2 separate regions of the Oryctolagus cuniculus genome follow, and region 2 is linked to region 1. Evidence: chromatin contacts called from public Micro-C data. All regions are on one chromosome and are shown on one strand. Each heading gives the region's core, a stretch centred on a gene start, on an enhancer-like site or on the middle of the called end of the contact. The rest is flanking DNA. Distances are from core to core; before and after follow the strand shown.

Evidence for each region. Hi-C and Micro-C count contacts between places; a contact is called where the count stands out from the background.
Region 2: a Micro-C map of ear pinna shows a contact between it and region 1, with 4 times the contacts expected there. The contact joins the enhancer-like site here to the promoter of AZIN2 in region 1. A contact is called at or near these places in 4 of 6 Hi-C or Micro-C datasets (ear pinna, psoas muscle, skin fibroblasts and 1 more).

What each region holds. Positions count from the first base shown.
Region 1 is chr7:139,497,316-139,502,981 of mOryCun1.1, reverse strand. AZIN2 (antizyme inhibitor 2) reads left to right here and starts at 1,762. Exons shown (of 12, transcript NM_001294156.2): 1 at 1,762-1,913; 2 at 2,007-2,126; 3 at 2,752-2,929; 4 at 4,515-4,688. The coding sequence starts at 2,825.
Region 2 is chr7:139,623,741-139,629,414 of mOryCun1.1, reverse strand. It overlaps RNF19B (ring finger protein 19B), which reads right to left. Exons shown (of 9, transcript XM_070078806.1): 7 at 4,902-5,109; 8 at 1,249-1,380. Among named protein-coding and RNA genes, the nearest start is that of RNF19B, 23 kb to the right of the region's middle. Within about 2 kb of position 2,749, at least 4 of the 8 cell types and tissues checked have an H3K27ac peak or open chromatin away from gene starts, as enhancers often do. A contact at or near this core is called in ear pinna, where this site is marked.

The DNA of each region.
Region 1 (5,666 bases), core at 513-3,012:
GGCTGGCGCTGCAGCTCAATAGGCTAATCCTCCGCCTGCGGCGCCGGCACCCGGGTTCTAGTCCCGGTCGGGGCGCCAGATTCTGTCCCGGTTGCTCCTCTTCCAGTCCAGCTCTCTGCTGTGGCCTGGGAGTGCAGTGGAGGATGGCCCAAGTGCTTGGGCTCCTGCACCCGCATGGGAGACCAGGAAGAAGCACCTGGCTGCTGGCCAGATCAGCGTGGTGCGCTGGCCGCAGCAGCCACTTGGGGGGTGAACCAACGGAAAAAGGAAGACCTTTCTCTCTCTCTCTCTCTCTCTCTCTCTCTCTCTCTCTAACTCTACCTGTCAAAAAAAATCTGCTTTAAATGTTACTTTAAAGATTTATTTATTTGAAAGGCAGAGTTACAGAGAGAGGGAAAGAGGGAAAGAGAGAGAGATCTTCCATTTGCTGGTTCACTCCCCAATGGCCTCAGTGTCCAGGCCTGAGCCAGGCTGAAGCCAGGAGCTTCTTCTGGGTCTCCCATGTGGGTCAGGGGCCCAGGCACTTGGGCCATCTTCCACTGCTTTCCCAGGTGCATTAGCAGGGAGCTGAATTGGAATTGGAGTAACTAGGACACGAGCCAGCACCCCTATGGGATGCCAGCATCCTAGAGGGAGGCTTAACTCACATGCCACAAGGTGGGGATGGGGTTAGGGGGTGGAGCCAGAGCCTGTGGGTTTTAAAAAGGCCACCTGCTGCCAGCAGACGTGAGCACATGCTAGACCCAAAGCCCTGTGGCCACATGGGTAGGAAATGCTGCCTTCACGGAGCACGGAATTCTCCCACAGGTACAAGACTCTAGACTGCTGCCACCTCTTCCTGCTCCCGGCTGCTTTAAGGACCACAGTCGGGCAGAGCGAGACCATTGCTCCTTTTTTTTTTTTTTTTTTTTCTTTTCCAAGGGAGACCCAGCTGCGCCTGTACGGTTACTGCTCAGCTCAGCGTTTGCACGCGTTTCCAAGTAACACAGCTCCTGGGTCTTCTTGAGCTGTGGCGGTGAGCACTCTGAGGAGCCGGGCACTCAGCGCCTGCCCCGGGAGCTCACCCGGAAGCTGAGCCGTGCCGAATGAGGAGCGTGAGGCACCACAGGAACCCCAGCCGCCGGCCGCCAAAGCCAAAGAGGGAGGCCTCGGCGCAGGGGGATCTCGGCATGATCCGCAGAGGAGGTGCCATTCCCGGGATTTTGTCGGGAGGGAAGGAGGAGGTGCTTTGAGCTGGAGTCACTTCCCTTGACAGGTGAGCGCTGGCAGGGGGCAGGTGAGGGAGACCCCTCCCCGAGCTGGGCAGGTCCTCTCTGTCTGGAGGACATTTTAGCCGGGCTTTGGGTCGGGGGAGTCCTGGAATATGTGTAGAAGCGGCAATGAAACAAAACCGCATTTTATTAGAAACACAGAGATGGCATTGGATCCGCACTCGAGGGATGAGCGAGCCGCTCCTGAGGAGCGGAGGGCGCAGCGGCAGCATCGAAGAGGCTTCCCGCCCACGCTCTGAGACCCAAGTGCCGCATCCGAGGCCGCCTCCCGCGCACACCCGCGCAACCCTGCGCTCCCGACCCGCCGGCGTGCGGCGGCCGCGGCACCGCGGCGCGGGTTTGCGGAGACGCTGCGCCGCGCTGAATGCTTTATGTCGGAATGGACCAATGGGATGGCGGCACCCGGTTGCCAGGGCTACACGGCGAGCGGGGGCGGAGCCGGGGCGCCGTGGGCGGAGCCGGGGCGGGGCTTATATAAGCGGGCGGCGGGCGCAAGGCGGGGCGTGGGGTCGGTGGCCGCTGGGCGGGTGGGGCGCAGGCCGCGGGGCCCGAGCCGGGGGGAGCGAGCGAGCGGAGGAGCCGAGGATCCGATTCACTCGCTGGGGAGACCTATGGGCCGAAGCCGTGTAAATGCGTTTTAAGGCGAGTGCGGGGGGTGGCTGGGGAGCCTCGGGCAGCGGCAGCCCCGGGCCAGGGCGCTCACCTGCTCCCCGGGCGCCGCTTGCCTCCTCTCAGCAGGGGCCTCGGCTCCGCAACTGCCACTCCTCCTCGGGGTGTTGCACAAGTTTCGAGGTCACCGGCGACCCCCCCTAGCAGCGCGCCTGCTCTGGCCCCCGCGAAGGAGGACGGGGCTTGGTAAGGGGGTCCAGAGGGTGGGGCGGGACCTCGGCCCTGCGCTCGGGAGGGGTCACCTGACAGAGCCTTAGCCTACGGAGCGCTCCCGGGAGCTCGCGTCCCCCGCCCACCACGGGGCGCCCCCTCCTGGCACGTCGGGAGCAGCCCGAACACCCTCTCCAGACGGGGAAACTGAGGCCCTGAGAGCTGAGTGCGCTAGAATCTAAGTTTCTATTCTGAGGCTGAGACCCCCCCTGGGTGTGGCTACCAAAACCCCACCGGGTGGGCGTGGCCAGGAGGGGGGGCGGTGGAGCTGGAAACTTCCCCACTCAAGTTTCTTATATTTTTTCTCTCATTCATTCCCTCTTTCCAAAGACCCAGAATTGCAGAACTGAAAAGGATCTTAAAAAAATTTTTTTTACAGATGTAGCCACTGAGGCTCGAGAGCCGGTGACATCTAGGCCTACGAGGCCTGGTCCCAGGGCTGCATCTAGGATTCTTGCCCGCCCACCCCCAGCAGCCCCAGTGAATTTCAGCTCCCGGGCTCGCGCTGGGGGCCGGGCGCGGTGGGACTGGGACGGGAGGGAGGGAGGCGGCTGCGGAGCCGGAGCCTGCCCCCAGCCCCGCTCTCCGTGTGTCCCCGCAGTGTTGCATACTTTCTAAGGCGTTGGCGGCGGCGGCGGGGGCTCCATCCAGGTCGCCGGCCGCTCTTCCTCGGCATGGCTGGCTACCTGAGGGAAGCGGACTTCGTGATGGTGGAAGAGGGTTTCAGCACCCGCGACCTGCTGGAGGAGCTCACTCTGGGGGCCTCCCAGGCCACCACGGTGAGGGCTGCGAGAGGGGGTGGGGCCCCTGCCTGGGGGAGCCCTCGCTGGTTCCTGTGCGGTTCAGCCCTTGCTCTGTGCCCGAGACGGGCTCCTCTTCTCCCCATTCCTGGCCCTAGATGGAGGGCTACTCCTGAGCACGCTGGGCCTTCTCTGCTCCTCCCCCTCTCCGTGGCTCCCGCAGGCATCCAGGGTAGGGAGCTCTGTGCATCTGGCCTCCTGAGATAACTCACCAGGGTGCTCCTCTCACATCCCCCTCACTGTCTTAGCAGCCCACCCCCACCTGCATCACAGCCCTGCTGCAGCCTGGAGTTCTTTGGCAGCGCCCCAGTGCTTACAGGATCACAGATCAGTCCCTGCCTTCCCGCAGGGCGCACTAGGCTTGTCAGTGCCCAGTGACTCTGTTCATGTTTCCCAGGGAGGCCACGCACTGTTGGCACACCTTTGCCCAGGCTGTGCCTCTGCCTGGAAGGCTCTCCCCTCAGCCTCTCCCCTTCACAAAATACCCCCTTTGCACCTTCTTTTATAAGAGTTATGTTTGAAAGAGCTACAGAGAGGGAGGGAGAGACAAGAGAGATCTTCCATTCATTGATTCACCCCTCAGATGGCTGCAATGGCTGGGGCTGGGCCAGGCTGAAGCCGGGAGCCAGCAGCTTTTCCCAGGTCTCCCATGTGGGTGCAGGGGCCCAAGCTGCCTTCCCAGGCCATTAACAGAGAGCTGGATTGGAAGAGGAGCACCTGGGACATGAACCGGCGCCCCTAAGGGATGCTGGCGTCGCAGGCGGCGGCTTTCCCCACTCCACCACAGTGCGGCCCCTGCATTTCTTTCCTCATGGCCTAACTACATTTTGTTGACATTCCCATTTGTTGCATGGATTAGTCATTGCCTAAGGGTCCTGCCTGGTCATCCCCGTCTGGCACCATAATGTCTGGCAGCAAATGGGCATCAGTTAAAAAAAAAAAGTGTCGCATAGAAGGGAAACAGTCCTGGGGAAGGCTTAGCCAGTGTGGTCTCACCCACAGGCTCAGACATATTGGGCCTGCAGCAAGGGTTGCCCGCGGGCTTGCGTTGCGGTGCATGGGACCACCTTGAGGCGTCATCCAGCACCTGTTCATGAAGGCAGGGGGCTGTAGGCCACAGCTTCAGCCCTCAGGGGATTGGCCCTGTCCTAGAGCCTGGGAGGCTGGAGCAGTTGCAGTGGGAGGCTCAGAGGTGCAGTTGCCTTCGTGGTTTGGGGGAGGTGGCATTTGCGCTGGAATTGGACCAAGATTAGGATCTGGTGGTGGTGGGGGGGGGGTGGATTCTACAGGGAGGGCCTGGTGAGAACAAAGGCTGGAGGTGGGGAATGGGCCAGTCTAGGGCTGGAGCTTTTGCGGCTTTGAGGGGAGGGGCTGGAGCTCGCTCACAGAGCCTTGGACGTCAGGCTCAGGAGCTCCGCAGGCTTGGGGAGCTTCAGAAAATGTTACAGCACCATGGCTTCTCGGCCAGGGCTGAACTTGGGGCCGGGAATTGCAAGGTCTGTGGGTGGCACGCATGGGGAGGGGCCGGGAGGGGTCTCACATCTGTCCTCCTCTTGTCGCGCAGGACGAGGTGGCTGCCTTCTTCGTGGCTGACCTGGGTGCCGTGGTGAGGAAGCACTTGTGCTTTCTGAAGTGCCTGCCGCGAGTCCGGCCCTTCTACGTGGTCAGGTGCAACAGCAGCCCCGGTGTGCTGAAGGTCCTGGCTGAGCTGGGGCTGGGCTTCAGCTGTGCCAACAAGGTGAGCCCCTGCCCCTCGGTGCACTGACCCTCCATGCCTACTGAGCACCGCGGCCCAGCTGGTGCCGGTGGTGCTTGGCCCCTGCCCTCTGGGAAGACGGTCCACTCAGGAGGGGGCTCAGGGGATGAGTGGGGGAGAAACAAGTGTGGGATTTGTCAGCCTTGAAGTTCCGAGTTGGAGCCTTGTGTGTCCCTGGCAGATGGGTTCCTGTTTTAACAGAGGTTTTTTTTTTTTTTTTTCATATGTTTTTGCATGCAGCTATCTATGGTATCTTCTGATTAAAACAAAGCAAAACACCTTCATATTGTTGGTTTTATTTTCTTTTGTAAAACGTGTGACCGCTTTTTCTTAACTGATCCTTAGCGCTTGTTGTTGTTCCCAGTTCTGCTGACTTCTGACCCGATTCCTGCTGTTTTGATGCCCTCCTGCTCTGTTCAGCTTTGTGTGGCTTGTGTGTTATCATCCAGCGTTCGCTGACCCGCTATAACGTGGCAGTAGCTGTGTCAGTGGGGGTGGCAGTACAGCATGACACAAGACAGACTGGAACGCTGGATTCATCTGTTTTCATTCTGTTCTTCTTAGAGAAAAGCCTTTAAGCTATGAGACTTCCTCAGAGTACAGCTTTGAATACATCTCGTGGGTTCATTTGTTCATCAGATATTTACCGAGCACCTCCCATGGGACAGGCGCTTTTCTAGGTGGGGATTTAGCAGTGCATACAACAACACACATCTTTAAAAAGTCCTTCCTTCATAGAGCTTGCTGTCTCAGAGATAAACAGTCTCTTAGCTGCTCAGTGCTGTGGAGAAAAAGCAGGAAAGGGAAGCAGAGAATGTTAGGTGAGAGGAATGCACTTTTTAGATAGTTTGGCCAAATCTTCGTTGAGATTTAGATACTGACTTGAAGGAGCCCAGGGCCCATGCCCGTGGATAACTAAGGGAGGAGCCTTCCAGGCATGGGCAGCAGCCAGTGCAAAGG
Region 2 (5,674 bases), core at 1,500-3,999, 130 kb before region 1:
CTGCACCTTCTGGCTTCAAGACAGTCTGTCCCTCAGCTGGGGCAGAGAGGTTCCTATGGGCACTTGGGCTTGGTGCACCTTGGGTTCTGGGGGTCGAGGGGCAGGCTGCGGCCTGGGAGCGGGGAGAGCCACACTCATCTGAGGTGATGTCTGGCACATCATCGGACTGTGCATCTGAGCTCTCCAGGTCACTGCGGATGCTCTCGGGCTGGGCCAGGCTGATGTCTCGAGGTCTGCCGGCCAGGCAGTCTTTCTGTTCACAGTTTTGGTGTTTGCAGGGGGCGTCCTCTTCACCGCCGCCACCACCGCCACCTTCTTCATTCTCTGCCATTTGAGCATGAACGTGAAGTGAGTCCTCTGTGCTGCTTCCACTCACCAGCTGATAGTGGCTTGGTTTGGCTTCAATGTCCACTTGGATTTCCATGTTGTTGCATTCTCTGTGGAGACAAAATCCACTTTGCTGAGTCATGCATGGGTCATGCTGTACCTGTTGATAAAAGCAGTTTGTGGGTCCAGGATTAGGAAGTTCAAAAAAATAGGTAAACTGGACTAAGGCTCACTTTTAGCAAAAACAAAATTTTAACCTAATGGTCAGATAAGATGGAGAAGAGCAATTAGTAATTAATTCTGCTAATTATACACACACACACACACACACACATGGACGCCTGTGCACTCAGCCAGTCTCCTTAAACATCTGAAAAGTGCTTCCAAAATCCAACGGAGGGTCAGAGCCTCATATTGTCTTACTCAAAATAAGAAAATCTGTAGCTTTTTACTACTATGCCATAATTAAAAACCAGAATCCATACATTAAGTATTATCACAGTTACTCCATGCCAGATACACTCGCTAGCTTCTCAAATAAAAGAGAAACAGGCTATGAAAACCGTACAAAGCAAATGGTGAACAGAACCCCTAGACTCTCAGACATCAATGAACAATAAATAGTCCAGCTTTCTAAGTGCCGTGTAATTACACACTGTTGCAACAGCCAGGACCAGAGTGAGGGGGGGAAGGGAGGAAGAGAAAGGAAAAAGAAATTGCTAAAAATCAAGTGCTAACAACAAGAATCAAGAGATGCCAAAAAACACTCTAATGCTAAGAATGTGTTCAGTGGGTTCTCAGGGCACACTACATACCCCACTAGATGGTACACACAGCCCTGACATAAGGCATTGAGTTTCTGAGGACCTAGTACCTGAACAAAAATTGCAACCTCTCCTGGGCATCTGACTGTGCACATACCTGTCCTGTGGGTTGTAGGAACTGATTATGGAACCGGCCATAGCACGAGTGCTTGCGTTGTCACTAATTGCACCAAGACTGGCTGTGTCTTTGGGAAAAATCTCCTTTTGGACATCGGCTTGGACTTCTAACCTGTGTAAAGAGGGGACGTTTGAGTTAATAGGAGACCTGGGTATTCTGAGACAGTCTGCTTCCTGGCACACATCTCTTTCATTAGTCTCTTGCAAACTGTGATGATCTGTCTCATTTTCTCCAATTGTCAAACAGTTCAAATGCATTCCCACACATTTTCTTTCTGAAATCATCTACTGAAATCGTCCCCTCCTTTCTACCCCCAGTGCTACTCCTTAACTTCAAGACCTCAAATGCAATTGGACTCCCTTGAAGTCCAGGTCAAATGACCTCCAGACCAGTGCCAGAGTGGACAAAGACTCACTCACTAACAATCCTTTTAACTCTTGGCTCTTATTGTCAAGGAGCACATAAGGTCTTCCTGATCTGCCATGAAGCTCTCTCTCCAGTTCCATCTCTCACCACAGGTCCAGAACCACAGTCACTCCAATTTACATATTATGCCTCTATGACTTTGTATATGCTATTCCCCCACTCTATGGAAGTTTCCTTTCTGTAACTAAAAACTTACACCTATTAGTCCTTGACAACAAAGGAAGTATTTTCTCCCTCATTCTCTCAGCAAACCAGTCACCTCCAGCCTATACCTATCTATATCATATCAATTTATGCATCTCTCTCCCACTAATCTGTTGGTGCCACAAAAGGAGAGATCACATCTCATTCACATTTTATATTCCACGCCTTGTGCATAATAGGAACTTGGACATTTAGCAATCAAATTACTTCCAGGTCATAGCATGAAAGGACATACAGGAGCCAACCTCCTCCCTCCTTGTACAGCAGCACTTTCTCAATTGTGCTTCAGAGCTGAGAACCCGTAACTATTTCCTTTCTTGGCTCCGACACCACTTTGTTGCACACTTAAGTATTTCCTCATAATGGGTTTCACAGTCAAACCCATCTGACTCATTCACTTCCTATAAAAGAAAGGCTTTCACAGAACTGGAACAGCTGGACTGACTAAGCTGCAGTTTCAGCAAGTCAGTCTCCAATTATGTCTGTCTGCTTATTTACAGGGGTGTTGCTCTAAGGAAGCACAGCGGTGATTACTCCAGCGTGTGGGGGTGGGATTCCCTAACAAGAGACAGCAGAAGCATGAGACACAGACAGGTCAACCTCCATCCTGCCACCTGCACATTCAAGCAGCCTCCACCCTTTGCCTGCACCTCTGCTCTGCTGTTCCAGCCTCAGACGCCCTTCAAGAATTCGCCAAGGCCCAGGAAAATGAGGGAATACAATGGAAGAGTACACCAAGTCACAGATGTGGGTTCCAGTTTCAGCTCTGCCACAGGATTGGAAGAGTCTTGCTCAGGGCCACCTACCTAGGTGGTTTGCAGATGTTCATTCACATACTGGCTATGCTAGAATCAACTCAGGAGCTTTTTCAAAACAAAACCACTTCCTAGGTTCCACTCCAGGAGATTTAAATGATTAATTCTGGGACAGGGCCCTAAAATCTATTTTTAAGACACTCCCAGGTGACAAGCACTCAGGTGTGGGATCCAGTCCACCTGCCATCTGTTACTTGAATCCTTTTAATAGCCAAATGGCCATCTGGTCTTACTTTAAACACTTCCAGGGATAAGCAGCTCAGTATGTACCAAGGTATTTCTTTGCTTCTTTGAGCTTCTACATGGCTTTTTCCTATTTTCTCTATACTGAATCAAAATTAGTTTCCCTCTAGTTTCTGCCAAGTCATTTTAACCTACCTGTTGGCAGGATTCAAGGCAGTCCTATCTTTTTCCCAGGTGAAGCCCCTTCAGATAGCTGAAGGCAGCCATTTCCCCTATCTCCCCATCCTGCTTTGCCCTACCTTTATTCCTAACCAGGCTCCTCTTCTCCAGTGAAGTCAACTAAATCCTTCTCATAACATCTGTTATGCTCCTCTGAATATGACCACGAAGCAAGTCACAATCTTTTTAGTCATCAAGTTTTACATATTCTCAATATGAATTCAGAATTCATTTTCTCAGTTTTCACAGAATTTATTTTCCTTATCTATCAAATGGGACTAGGAAGGTAATCAGGATCACAGTATATAAGCCAACAAGATACAGCATAAATGGTCAACTGAAAGCCAAGGACAAGGCTAATGGAAGGTCCAGTCTTAGGAATGCTACAAAAATGGCTGGGGGCCAGTGCTGTGCATAGTAGGTTAAGCCTCCACCTGCAGTGCTAGCATCCCATATGGGTGCTGGTTCGAGTCCCAGCTGCTCCACTTCTCATCGACTCCCTGCTAATGGCCTGGGAAAGCAGTGGAAGATGGCCCAAGTGCATGGGCCCCTGTACCCACGTAGGAGACCTGGAAGAAGCTCCTGGCTCTTGGCTTTGGACTGGCCCAGCTCTGGCTATTATGGCCATTTCAGAAATGAGTCAGCGGATGGGAGACCTCTCCCTCTTTCCCTCTGTAACTCTGCCTCTCAAATAAATATTAAAAAAAAAGAAGAAAAGAAAAAATGTTTGCTCTTCCTACCTGAGGCATATAGGGAGGATCTAAAGTCAAGATTATTCTTTAGGAGTGGGTGTTTGGCACAGTAGTTAAGATGCCACTTGGCATAGTGGGTAAAGCCATTGCCTGCAACAATGGCATCCCATATGGGTGCCAGTTTGAGTTCCGACTGCTCCATTTCTGATCAGCTTCCTGCTAATGCACTTGGGAAAGCAATGGAAGATGGCCTAAGTCCTTGGGCCCCGGTCACCCACATGGGAGACCTGGAAGAAGTTCTGGGCTTCAGATCGGCACAGCTCCAGCTCTTCTGGCCATTTGGGGGAGTGAACTAGCAGATGGAAGATCTCTCTCTCTCTCTGTGTCCCTCTAACTCTGCCTTTCAAATAAATAAATAAAATATTTAAAAAAGATTTATTTATTTATTTGAAAGGCAGAGGCAGAGAGAGAGGGGTCTTCCGTCTGCTGCTTCACTCCCCAAATGACTACAATGGCTAGAGCTGGGTCAAACTGAAGCCAGATGCCAGGAGCTTCCTCCAGGTCTCCCACGCAGCATCTTCTATTGCTTTCCCAGGCCACAGCAGAGAGCTGCACTGGAAGTGGAGCAGCCGGGACTTGAATCAGCACCCATATGGGATGCTGGCACTGCAGGCAGGGACTTTACCCACTACACCACAGCGCCATCCCCACTAAATCTTTAAAAAAAGATGCCACTTGGGATGTCTGACTCCATATCAAAGTGCTTGTGTTCAAGTCCTGGCTCCACACCCAATTCCAGCTTCCTGCTAATGTATACCCTGGGAAGCAACAGCAATGGCTTAAATAGTGGGGTCCCTGCCATCCACTATAATAGCCATGACTATTGTAGGCATTTGGGGAGTGAACTAACAGATGGAAGATTTCTTTCTCTTCTCTCTTGAATAAATAAATAAATCTTAAAAAAAAAAAAAAGAAACATTGACAGTTAAATCAAAATGAGATGATATATGGGACAAGCCTGGAATATAGAAATGGCTTAATGTATTATTTCTTATAATTGAAAATAGGTAACAGAAATTATCTATTTGCTTACCTGCTGTATTTTCCTTTGCCACTGGAGAGAATGCCGCCACTCAATGTGCCCCCTGAGAGGGCTGCAAAGCTGGCTGTTTCACTGTAAGGGCCTTGCATAACACTGAGTCCATCTGTAGGGCTTCCACTGGTGCTCAGCACACTGGTGAGGCCTTCAATGCTGCTTTCCCCAATGCTGGGATTCTTGAGGGCTCGCCAGGCATCTGCCACTGGGGATAGAACAAAACAATCAAGACTGCACAGCATCAAAATTGTGTGGTGGGCAATGGCTTCACCATGGAGCAGTTCATGTAAAAAAGTCCTGAAGTATTCACTTAATGAACAGCTACTATGCATAGTCACCACATGTCAGGTGTTTTAGCTTATGTTCACATTTAATCCTCTCAATAACTAGGCATTAATTGCTGTTATTTTAGATGAAGAAACTAGAACTGACTTGTCCAAGGTCACAGTCACATAAAACTACAATTCTGATTCTAGGTCCACTATTCTTTCTACTACATTGTAGCTTCCATTTAATCAAAATGAATATTTCAAAATATGTTTAGGTCATATGCTGATGTTAGCAGGAAGACTGAGAAACCTTTGGGGATCTCTATGCCTCAGGTTAGTTAATGCAGTAAAGTAGAAAGGACATTAAAGTAGAAGTCAGAAGACTTGCCCTAGAGTCTCAGCTCTGCAGAAGCTCTTAAAGAGTAGACAGAAGTACAGAAGTACCTATTTAAAAAGGGATAATAATAGCCCCTGCCCTTCTTCAGAGAGCTGTTGAAAAAA